Regions from separate parts of the Anser cygnoides genome. Here regions 1 and 2 are each linked to region 3. A link is a contact called in public Hi-C data. All regions are on one chromosome and are shown on one strand. Each heading gives the region's core, a stretch centred on a gene start, on an enhancer-like site or on the middle of the called end of the contact. The rest is flanking DNA. Distances are from core to core; before and after follow the strand shown.

Region 1 (2,763 bases), core at 29-2,528, 870 kb after region 3:
CAGGTTTCAGGCTGTGAATGTTTGCTTTGCGCTGCTAAAGAGCAGAGTTTCCAAAGTCTGTAGGGCAAAGTGCATTAACCTGTAGGTATTTCAGTCCACCCTGCTGCGTGCGTTTCCCCGAAGTGCTACAAAACGCGTCCGTGCCATGCTTTGTGCCCATCAGTCCATAATCATTCAATCAACTGGTGTGACACCAAATATCGCTGCAAACAGAGATGTTTTGGTGCGAGGGCATCCTCCTCGGACAGACCACATCTCTCACCAGACTCCTGCCAGCTCGTTGGTTTGCTCTTTTCCCCATCGCACCCTTCCCGTTGCAAAACCGCGACATCGCACTTTGGCCTTCAGACAGTATTTGATATAGTTCCCCTTGGGAAAACAAAAACCAAGCCCTCTAGACGTCTGCCTGCTCCTGCGGGCCCGGCAGGACGTGCTGGCTGCCAGTGGGACAGCAATCACTAGGAAGCAAGGTTTCCTCTGCGCCTTTTTAGGGGAACAATGGGTCTCAGCCTCAGTCCCTGCCACGGCTTTGGGTGCTGCACAGCCACCCTGGTGCCAGTAATGCCCTGCCCTTTGGCTGTGGCCGTGTTTTCCACTGTAACACAGCCAGCAGGGCTTTTCGGGAAAGAGAAAAAACCTACGGTGAGCACACATGGATTACTTTCTTTGACTTTCATGGGCTCCTGCAACAAGTTTCCCAAGCAAACTTGCTCACTGTTTGAGGGGAGCGGAGCAGCACTAGGGGCGCCTGGGTGCTCTCCTGCTCCCCACCTCACCCAGGCGAAGGGTCGGGACGAAGGGAAGAGAGCGAGGGTGGCTGCCCACATCCCTGCTCACCCAGCGGCTCCCCCAGCCCCTTGGGGCAGCCCCCCCCCAAGCCCCTCAGCAGCAGGTGCAGGGCAATGCTGCGGGCAGCAGCGCGGTGCCCAGGAGGAGCCCCCCATCTCCATCTCCCCCCCATCTCCATCTCCCCCCCATCTCCATCACCCCCATTTCCATCACCCCCATTTCCATTGCCCCCATCTCCATCGCCCCCATCTCCATCACCCCCATCTTCATCTCCCCCATCTCCATCACCCCCCATCTCCGTCGCCCCCCTCCCCGTCTCCCCTCTCCCCACGCGCTCCCCCCGAGCCCCGCAGCCCCCGGGGGAGCTGGGCGGCGGCGGGGCGGACTCACCATGCGGATCTGCGTGCTGACCAGCAGGTACGGCATGCTCCCGACCCCGCCGCCGCCACCCCCGGGGCTGTGGCCGGGGGCGGCCCCTCCCGGCCCGCCCCGCCGCCGCCCCCGCTCCGCCCGCGGGGAAGGATGCGGCCGCCGCGCTGATCCCTCCCCGAAGAGGAGCCCCCGGGGGGGCTCCCGAGGTGGCCCGGGTGGTTCAAGAAACCGCCGACGGCTCGGGGGCTCCGCAAGGGTCCTGGGTCTGCTCTCCGTCCCCTAAAAAAAGGACGAGGAGATAGAAGGAGATGGGTGGTGGAGAGGAAGGTGATGGGCAGGGAGAAAAAGGACAGGGAGGTGGCGGATGGGGAGGTGGTGGATGGGGAGATGAAGGAGAGGAGGTGATGGCTCTGGGGGTGATGGAGCAGGAGACGATGGACGGGGAGATGAAGGACAGGGAGATGAATGATGAGAGATGATAGCCCAGGAGGCAGAGGACCAGGAGACATGGGACACTGAGAGAATGAACTGGGAGATGATGGACAGGGAGATGGTGGATAAGAAGGTGATGGACAGGGAGTTGAAGGACAGGAGATGAAGGACAGGAGGTGATGGAGCAGGAGACAATGGACAGGGAGACAAAGGACAGGGAGATGAAGGACGGGGAGATGCAGGATGGGAGATGATAGCCCTGGAGGCAGTGGACCAGGAGACAATGGACAGGGAGACAATGGAGAGGGAGACAAAGGATAGGGATATGGTGGACAGGGAGATGAAGGACTGGGAGACAATGGACCAGGAACCAGGCAGGGGTGAGCCTGGGACCCTGCAGCTTTTATCTGGAAATGTGGTTTAAATCCCTTCAAAATTTGAGGGGCAGCTCATATCTCAAGTCCAGAGCATCGGTGCTTCCGATGTGGGAGCTGATGGAGTGATTCCTTCCTCAACACCTGCTCTAGGTATAAATAAAACAAATAACATTTCCGCAAATAACAAATAATATTTCTATAACCTCAAAACTTGCACAGAAATCTTTCCATGCAGCTCGTCACCAGCTATAATCAATTCCTACTTTTCTTACAGATCTTCAGAAATAAGGCTTCAGGAGAAAGCAGAAGGATGTTCCCATGTGGCCGAGCCCGGGCTGTGGCACGTCGTGTCCTTCCTGCCTGACCTGCGGCCAGTTTATCTGAACTGCCACGGGTTACCGATTAACTCCAGCAGGGATCGAGAGAGAAAAATACACATTTCTGCTCACTAGTCTAAAGGGAATACTCTGACAGAGCCAATTTTTGCTGTTCCTATCATATCTGTTGGTTTGGGCCTGACAAAAAACAAAAAACAAACAAACAAAAAAACTATCAGATGTTGATGTTGTCATATTCCTAAAGTGTGCCCCAAATATCCTGATGTATTCATTTTGAGCTGTATGTGGATACCTCACCCCATGGGTTAAACCCCTGCTCCTTCAGATCACCTGCATGTCCAGGACGGTCTTCCCAAATTCCCTGGTGTCAGAACAGGCCAAATGTTTATTCCTAACACTTATTTTCTAGTATAAACATGCGCTTCGCTTCTAACATGAGAAACTGAGGCATAATT
Region 2 (2,867 bases), core at 275-2,774, 580 kb after region 3:
TCTTCCCTCCTGCCCTCATCCTTGCCATGGTCCATCGTATCCCAATGCGCTGAGCTGGGCTCACCAGTCTGTGTATATCGGATCATCCCTGCAATGCTGCGTGCACCGAGGGTGACAGAGGGGACAGTTGTCCCATGGCAGTGCTTCACCAGGACAGCCACCATTTCCCATCCCAAAAAGCTGGGCTTGGGGACTCCCACCCCACCCCCCCCCAAAAAAAAAAAAAAAAAAGAATGAGCCATGGGCAAAAGTGAAAGAAACCTTTATTAAAACCACATTTTTTCCTGACGAGAAGGTACTTGGGGCTATATAAAAAAAAAAAAGCCAGAGCAAAGCAAGTGGCAAAGCATGCGCGTCCCCTTCCCAAAGCCAGCTTCTGGGGGCTCGGCTCCCGCCAGAGGAGAGGTGTCACGAGGCGCTTTGAGTGGTGGTCAGGGGGACTTGGAGCAGCAAGGAAAGCAGGGCAAGACCCCAGCAGGCGCCGGAGGGGCTGCGTGGGGATCTCAGCCCTGCTCCGAGGGGCGGCGGGGGCTGCAGCGGGCCGAGTTCCGCCCCCGGTGCCGGGGAAGGGGCTAAGTGGGGCCGAGGAAGGGGTGGTTGCCCTGCTGCTGCTGCTGGTGGTTGAGCAGGTTGACTATGGTGATGGTGCCGCTCGCGATCAGGGCGACGATGAGGATGACGAGGAAGATGTTGAGCAGCAGGGCCGTGATGTTCAGGTACTTGGCGGTGGAGCCGTAGCTGAGCGCCCCGCTGTAGTCGCCGAGGACTTTGCGATCCCTGGACTGGGGAGACCAAAGCCGGAGTCAGTGGGGTCAGGGCTGGAGAGAGGGGGGTGCGGATGGGGGAGAGGAACCTCGCCCCCCGGGGTGGGGGCTCTGGGCAACCCGTGGAGCATCCTGGGCTTGGGGCTCCGGAGGGTCTGCGGAGCTCCCTGAGGTGCGGGGTCACTTCCAGGATGGGGGATTTGGGGAGGTCCGCGGGTCACCCCAGGGTCAGGGGCTCTGCGGGGTCCACCCATTAACCCACGGCCGGGGCTTTTGGTGCTCTGTGGGTCCATGGGGCAACCCCAGGCTTGGCAATTTTGGGGGGCTCCAAGGGACTCTGGGGGGGTCCACGCCGCATCCCAGCGCTGGGCTTTTGGGGCTCCCCGGCTCCATCCCCCCCACCTCGCGCGGCCGCTACCCCACCACCCCCCGGGTGCCAACACTGACCCCGACCGCCCCCCTCACCCCAGCCCCGTCCCCGTTCCCCCTTTCCCCAAACCTTGACGGAGAAGACGAGCGCCAGGAAGCCGAGGCAGCAGACGTTGGCGTACAGCGTGGAGCACAGCGACCAAGCCAGGTGGTCGCGGGGGGGGGGCTGCACCGGGGGGGCCTCCACGGGCACCACGACGCTTCGGGACATGTTCTCCATGTCTAAGCCCTCCACCAGAGGCTCGTAGGGCGGCAGCGAAACTCCCGGGGCTCGGGTCCGCTCCATCCCTGCTTGCTCGGGGCTCGGGGGCGGGCGGCGGGGGCGGCGCTGCCGGCGGGGGGGCGCTCAGCACCCGCAGGTTTCGAGGTTTCGTTTCCCAGCCTCTGGGGCTGGGGAGGGGAAAAGCCCTGCCCGCCCTCTTCCTATCTCCTGGCCCCGGAGCTGGGCCCTGCATCGTCCCCAAGCGTCAGGATTTGGGGTCGTTAAAGTGATTTTTTTCTTTTTTTTGGGGGGGGGTGGAGGGTGGGGGGGGGGGGGAAGGGGGAGAAGATGAGGGTGATGCGGGCTGCTGGATGGGCTGGGGGGGTTTGTTGGGCTGGGAGAAGGCTCAAGGAGGCCTCATTGCGCTAAATAAAATTAGCTTAAAGGGAGTCGTGGCGGGGGGGGGGGCGGGGGGCTCTTTTCCCGTCTGCCAAATGAAGGGAAACGGCCTCAAGTTGCGCCAGGGGAAGTTTAGGATGGATATTAGGAGAAATTTCGTTACGGAAAGGGGCGTGAGGCATTGGAACGGGGCCGTGGTGGTGTCACCATCCCTGGAGGGCTCCAAGAAATGTGGAGATGTAGCACCCCATAGCGAGGCTTGGTGGCGGACTTCAGTGCGAGGTTATGGGTCGGACCAGGTGGTTTAGGAGGTCTTTTCCAGCCTGAACGATTGTATGGTTCTATGCAGAAACCCTAAATAACGTTCCCACCATGTGGCGCTGCGACCCCTGTCCCTGGGGTTGAACCCGGGCACCTGATGACAAAACCCTAAATCACGTCCCCTCCATGTGGCGCTGGAAGCCTTCACCCCGGTCTGGAGCCTGGCTGCTTGGGGAAGAAACCCCAAATAATGTTCCCACCGTGCGACCCCCCTGATGAAACCCCAAAATAATGGCCCCACCGTGTGGCACTGTAAGATTTGTCCCTGGTGTTGTGCCTGGATGCTTGAGGGAGAAGTCCTAAACCATGTCCTCACTGCGTGGCGCTGGGACCCCCTTCCCTCCCGGCCCTCAGCAGGTGTTTCAGAAGGCAGGCACTGGTTTTTGATCCCCCAAACCTGTCCCCGCTGTCACCTTGTGCCACGCGGCCCTTCGGAGGGCCAGGACAGAGCTCTCGGCCAGGGACCCAGGCCCCGCTCTGGCCCCTGGGGAAATGGGGGCGGCCGGAGGGTGCCGCTCGTGGGGGACAAAACCCTGAATTTCCTTACTGTCTGGAGGGACACACGTCTGCTGTGGCCATTTGGGACGGTCAGGCCAGCCGAGCTCCCCATGTCACATATCGCACGGTTGCCTAAAAGGTTTAATTACGAGCCAATTAACCTTCCGCATCTGCTCGCCAGCTGAGCGGGAAAGCGCAGCCTGGAGCGCGGGTGCCCTCTAGTTTCCCCAGCTGCGGCTGCTGTGATTTTTTTT
Region 3 (3,113 bases), core at 605-3,104:
CTCGTGCACGTGAAAGGCTTGCTGTGTATGCACGCACGTGGCATGACGAGCTGCGTTCGTGCAGCGAGCAGCAGCCCCTTGCAAACACAGCCTCCATTTCCCTCTCCTCTTGCTGCTGCTCTCCCCGCTGCCTTCTCAGCCCTGCGCCGCCGGCTGCGCCCACCGGCCCCGCTCCACCGCTGCGGGTGCTGCCGGCCGTGTCCCAGCACATCGGGGGAAGAGGGGCTCCAAAGCCAAGGTGTGCTGGGCACCTCTCTCACTACGTTCATCCCTGCTTCTGGCTGTGTTTTGCTGGGGAGATGTCTGTCATTTCCGTTAAAAGAAAACAACAACAACAACAAACACGACCATGACAAGAGCCGGTATCAATAGGATCCTCTTGGGGATAGTTTAGAGAGAAAAACCATACTTCTTCTGCAAACTCAGAGTAATTGGATCGCAGCATTAATTAATCATTTCGGTTCATTTCTCTTCGATGAAAGAAAGCAGACTGACCTGTGGCGACGGGCATGCCCCTCTTGTGGAGGAACAAACCTCTTTTGCTGAAAGCCTTCCTGCATCTCCAGCCCACCCTGCCCGCCAGCCTCCAGCCCAGCCAAGCGTGCACCGGGGACGTGTCCCTATTTCTTAGCCTGTCCGTGAGGGTGAAGCCAGCCGCTCAGCTCCCCTGGGAGCATGTCCTGGGGTGCGTAAAGGCACCTAGCCCGGGCTATGGGCGCTCCGAGCACACGAGGCCGGGCATTAGGAAGCAGGCAGCAGTGCCCCGAGGTGGTGACAGCTCCACGCGTCCCGCTGCTACCTGTGATTTCAGCGCGAGCATTGCCACCCGTGATGTTTCACCGGAGGCCTGGGCCCTGGCTCCCTGGCATCTCGTGTGTTTCGCTAGCGCCAGGCTCAAGGAGCCGGGTGCCAGCCCCTGCTCACCCTGCCAGCAGCGCGGGGGAACCCGGCCGCTCTCCGAGGTCACCCCGGGTGCCCGGGGCGAAGCGGGGAGCCTCCGTGTGCTGACACCCACAGCCCAGCTCCTTGGCCGGCAGGGCACGGAGGCACGACGGCTATTTCCCAGCCGGGGAAGTGCCCCTCCAGCCCCGGTGTCTGCAAGGACCGGACGGCAAACGTGGCCGCGGCGCAGTCGGAGGGGCTTAAAGAAGGAGAGAGGAGAAGCCGGCGCTGCTTTGATTTGAAGGAGTGCCAAGAACCGTCCCCCTGGTTTGAAGCCAAAGCCATGATTTTGGGAAGGAGAAGGGTGGGGCTGCGCGACCCCCGCCCGTGGGCCCCGGGCAGCCGGGATGTCACCGGGATAGGGACAGGGGGGCAGCCGCGGATGGGGAGGAAGGGGGCGAGAGCTGCCCCTCGCTGCTGCGGGACGGGACGGGACGGGGGGAACGGGACGGGACGGGACGGGACAGGGGGGACGGGACGGGACGGGACGGCCAGCGGGGCGTGCAGAGGGGCAGGGGGCTGCCTGCCCGGGGAAAGTTGGCAGAGAGACCCCCCCCCCCGCCCCCAGCTCCCCCCGGTGTGCGACATCCCCGGGGGTGCGCGCCTCGGGAGCACGCCCCCCCCCACCCCCCCACCTCCTCCCGGCGCCCCCCGGCCCGGGGGTGCCCCCGGCCCCCCGCCACTCACCGGGCAGCCCCCAGGGCGCGCCGCCGCCCGCCGCCGAGCGGTTGTCAGCGGCCATGCCGCAGCGCCGAGCACGCCGCCGCCCCGTCGGGGGCTCCGGTGCTCATGGCCCCGGCCGGCTCCTCCCGGCTCCCGGCTCCCGGCGGCGCCGTGCGGAGGGCGGGGAGGGGCGTGGGGAGGAGGAGGAGGAGGAGGGGGAGGACCCGGCTCTGCCGGCTCGGCCCGGTGCCCCCCCCTCCCCACCCCCAAAAGTGCCTCCCCCCCCCCCCCCCACCCCAACCCAGCATCGCCACCGCCACCACGTCGGGGGGAGGCTTGGAGAGGGGGGGGGACCACGGCGTCACGGTGCCGCGGCCAATCCCCGCGCCGCTGCCTCCCTCCCAAAATAAAATAAATAATTAAAAGAAGCGGGTGCCCCCCTTTTTTAACCCCCCCCCCCCCCCCTCCGCAGCAGCCCCGGCAGCACCGCGGACAGCGCCCGAGGCTCGCCCCGGCCGGGCCGACGCCGCCCGGAGCCCCCCGGGGCCGGCGGAGCCCCGCCGGGTGCTCACGGCCAAATCCCCCCCAGCTCCTGCCCCGGCCCCTCTCACGGCTCCCGCACCCGGAGAGCGGCCTCTGATGGCAGTGCGCCCCCCCCGGGGCCGGGAGATGTGCCCCTCCGCTGGGGTTTGGCCTCTCAAACCCAAATGCTGACCCCCCCCCCCCCCCCAAATGCTGTAAAGAAAACTGCTGCGCCCCGGGCGGACTCATCCGAGCGAGGAAATGTCTGCCTCAAAGACAATCTGATTGCACCGGGGTTGGGTTGTTTGATTGGGCTCTTGTTTGAAACTACAACTCCCCGTGGGTAGACAAAAGAGTGTAATGAACAGCAAGAAGCCTTCTTCCAAAGCTGATCCGGCACGGAGATAAAAACGTGCAACCAAATTAAGTACAAAAGTTTTCAACTTTTAGCTCTTCTCCCAGCGCTGTTCTCTCTCACTAGGCAGAAGAAGTGGAGCCTCCGAAGGCCCAGGCTCGGGTTCTGGTTAGAAGTCGCGTTTGCTGCTCTCTCCTCGGAACACTCGCATGTCCCTGCCTCACCCGTTTCTTTCCATCCTCTGTTTTTGGATGGCTTCTCCTTTTTTTTTCTTTTTCTTGGCCGTGCCCCGAGCTTCGCTCTGCCTGACAGCCCATCAGCAATCCCCGCTCTCCCACTACCGGTTCGGGAGCCTCCACCGGGCTCTGCCGCAAATCGTGCCCTCGGCCCAAGCCACCACATCTGCCTAGAGGCGGGCAAAATCCCCTCTCTCCCCCTGTACAGATGCTCTCAGACACACTCACAAGTTCTTGCTCCCCATCCTTCCACTGAGGCCCTCCCTTGCCCCTCACGGATCCTCTCATACTCCCGGCTGCCTCCCGCAGCGCAGCGCGAGCCCAGCCCCTGCCCTGCAGCAGCCCCGCTCCTGTGAACCCGGCAGACCCATCCTGACATCTTTAATATTCATAAA

Evidence for each region. Hi-C and Micro-C count contacts between places; a contact is called where the count stands out from the background.
Region 1: a contact with region 3 is called in a Hi-C map of liver, with 12 times the contacts expected there. The contact joins the promoter of GCHFR here to the promoter of CHRM4 in region 3. A contact is called at or near these places in 2 of 7 Hi-C or Micro-C datasets (both in liver).
Region 2: a Hi-C map of liver shows a contact between it and region 3, with 4 times the contacts expected there. The contact joins the promoter of LOC125183345 here to the promoter of CHRM4 in region 3. A contact is called at or near these places in 2 of 7 Hi-C or Micro-C datasets (both in liver).

Annotation. Positions count from the first base shown.
Region 1 is chr5:35,276,655-35,279,417 of Taihu_goose_T2T_genome, forward strand. It overlaps GCHFR (GTP cyclohydrolase I feedback regulator), which reads right to left and starts at 1,279. Exons shown (of 3, transcript XM_066997854.1): 1 at 1,180-1,279. The coding sequence starts at 1,215.
Region 2 is chr5:34,988,637-34,991,503 of Taihu_goose_T2T_genome, forward strand. LOC125183345 (dispanin subfamily A member 2b) reads right to left here and starts at 1,525. Exons shown (of 2, transcript XM_066998776.1): 1 at 1,264-1,525; 2 at 247-782. The coding sequence starts at 1,479. The coding sequence ends at 573. B4GALNT4 (beta-1,4-N-acetyl-galactosaminyltransferase 4) reads left to right here and starts at 1,577. Exons shown (of 23, transcript XM_066998737.1): 1 at 1,577-1,681.
Region 3 is chr5:34,409,296-34,412,408 of Taihu_goose_T2T_genome, forward strand. It overlaps CHRM4 (cholinergic receptor muscarinic 4), which reads right to left and starts at 1,855. Exons shown (of 3, transcript XM_066997844.1): 1 at 1,630-1,855. The coding sequence starts at 1,684.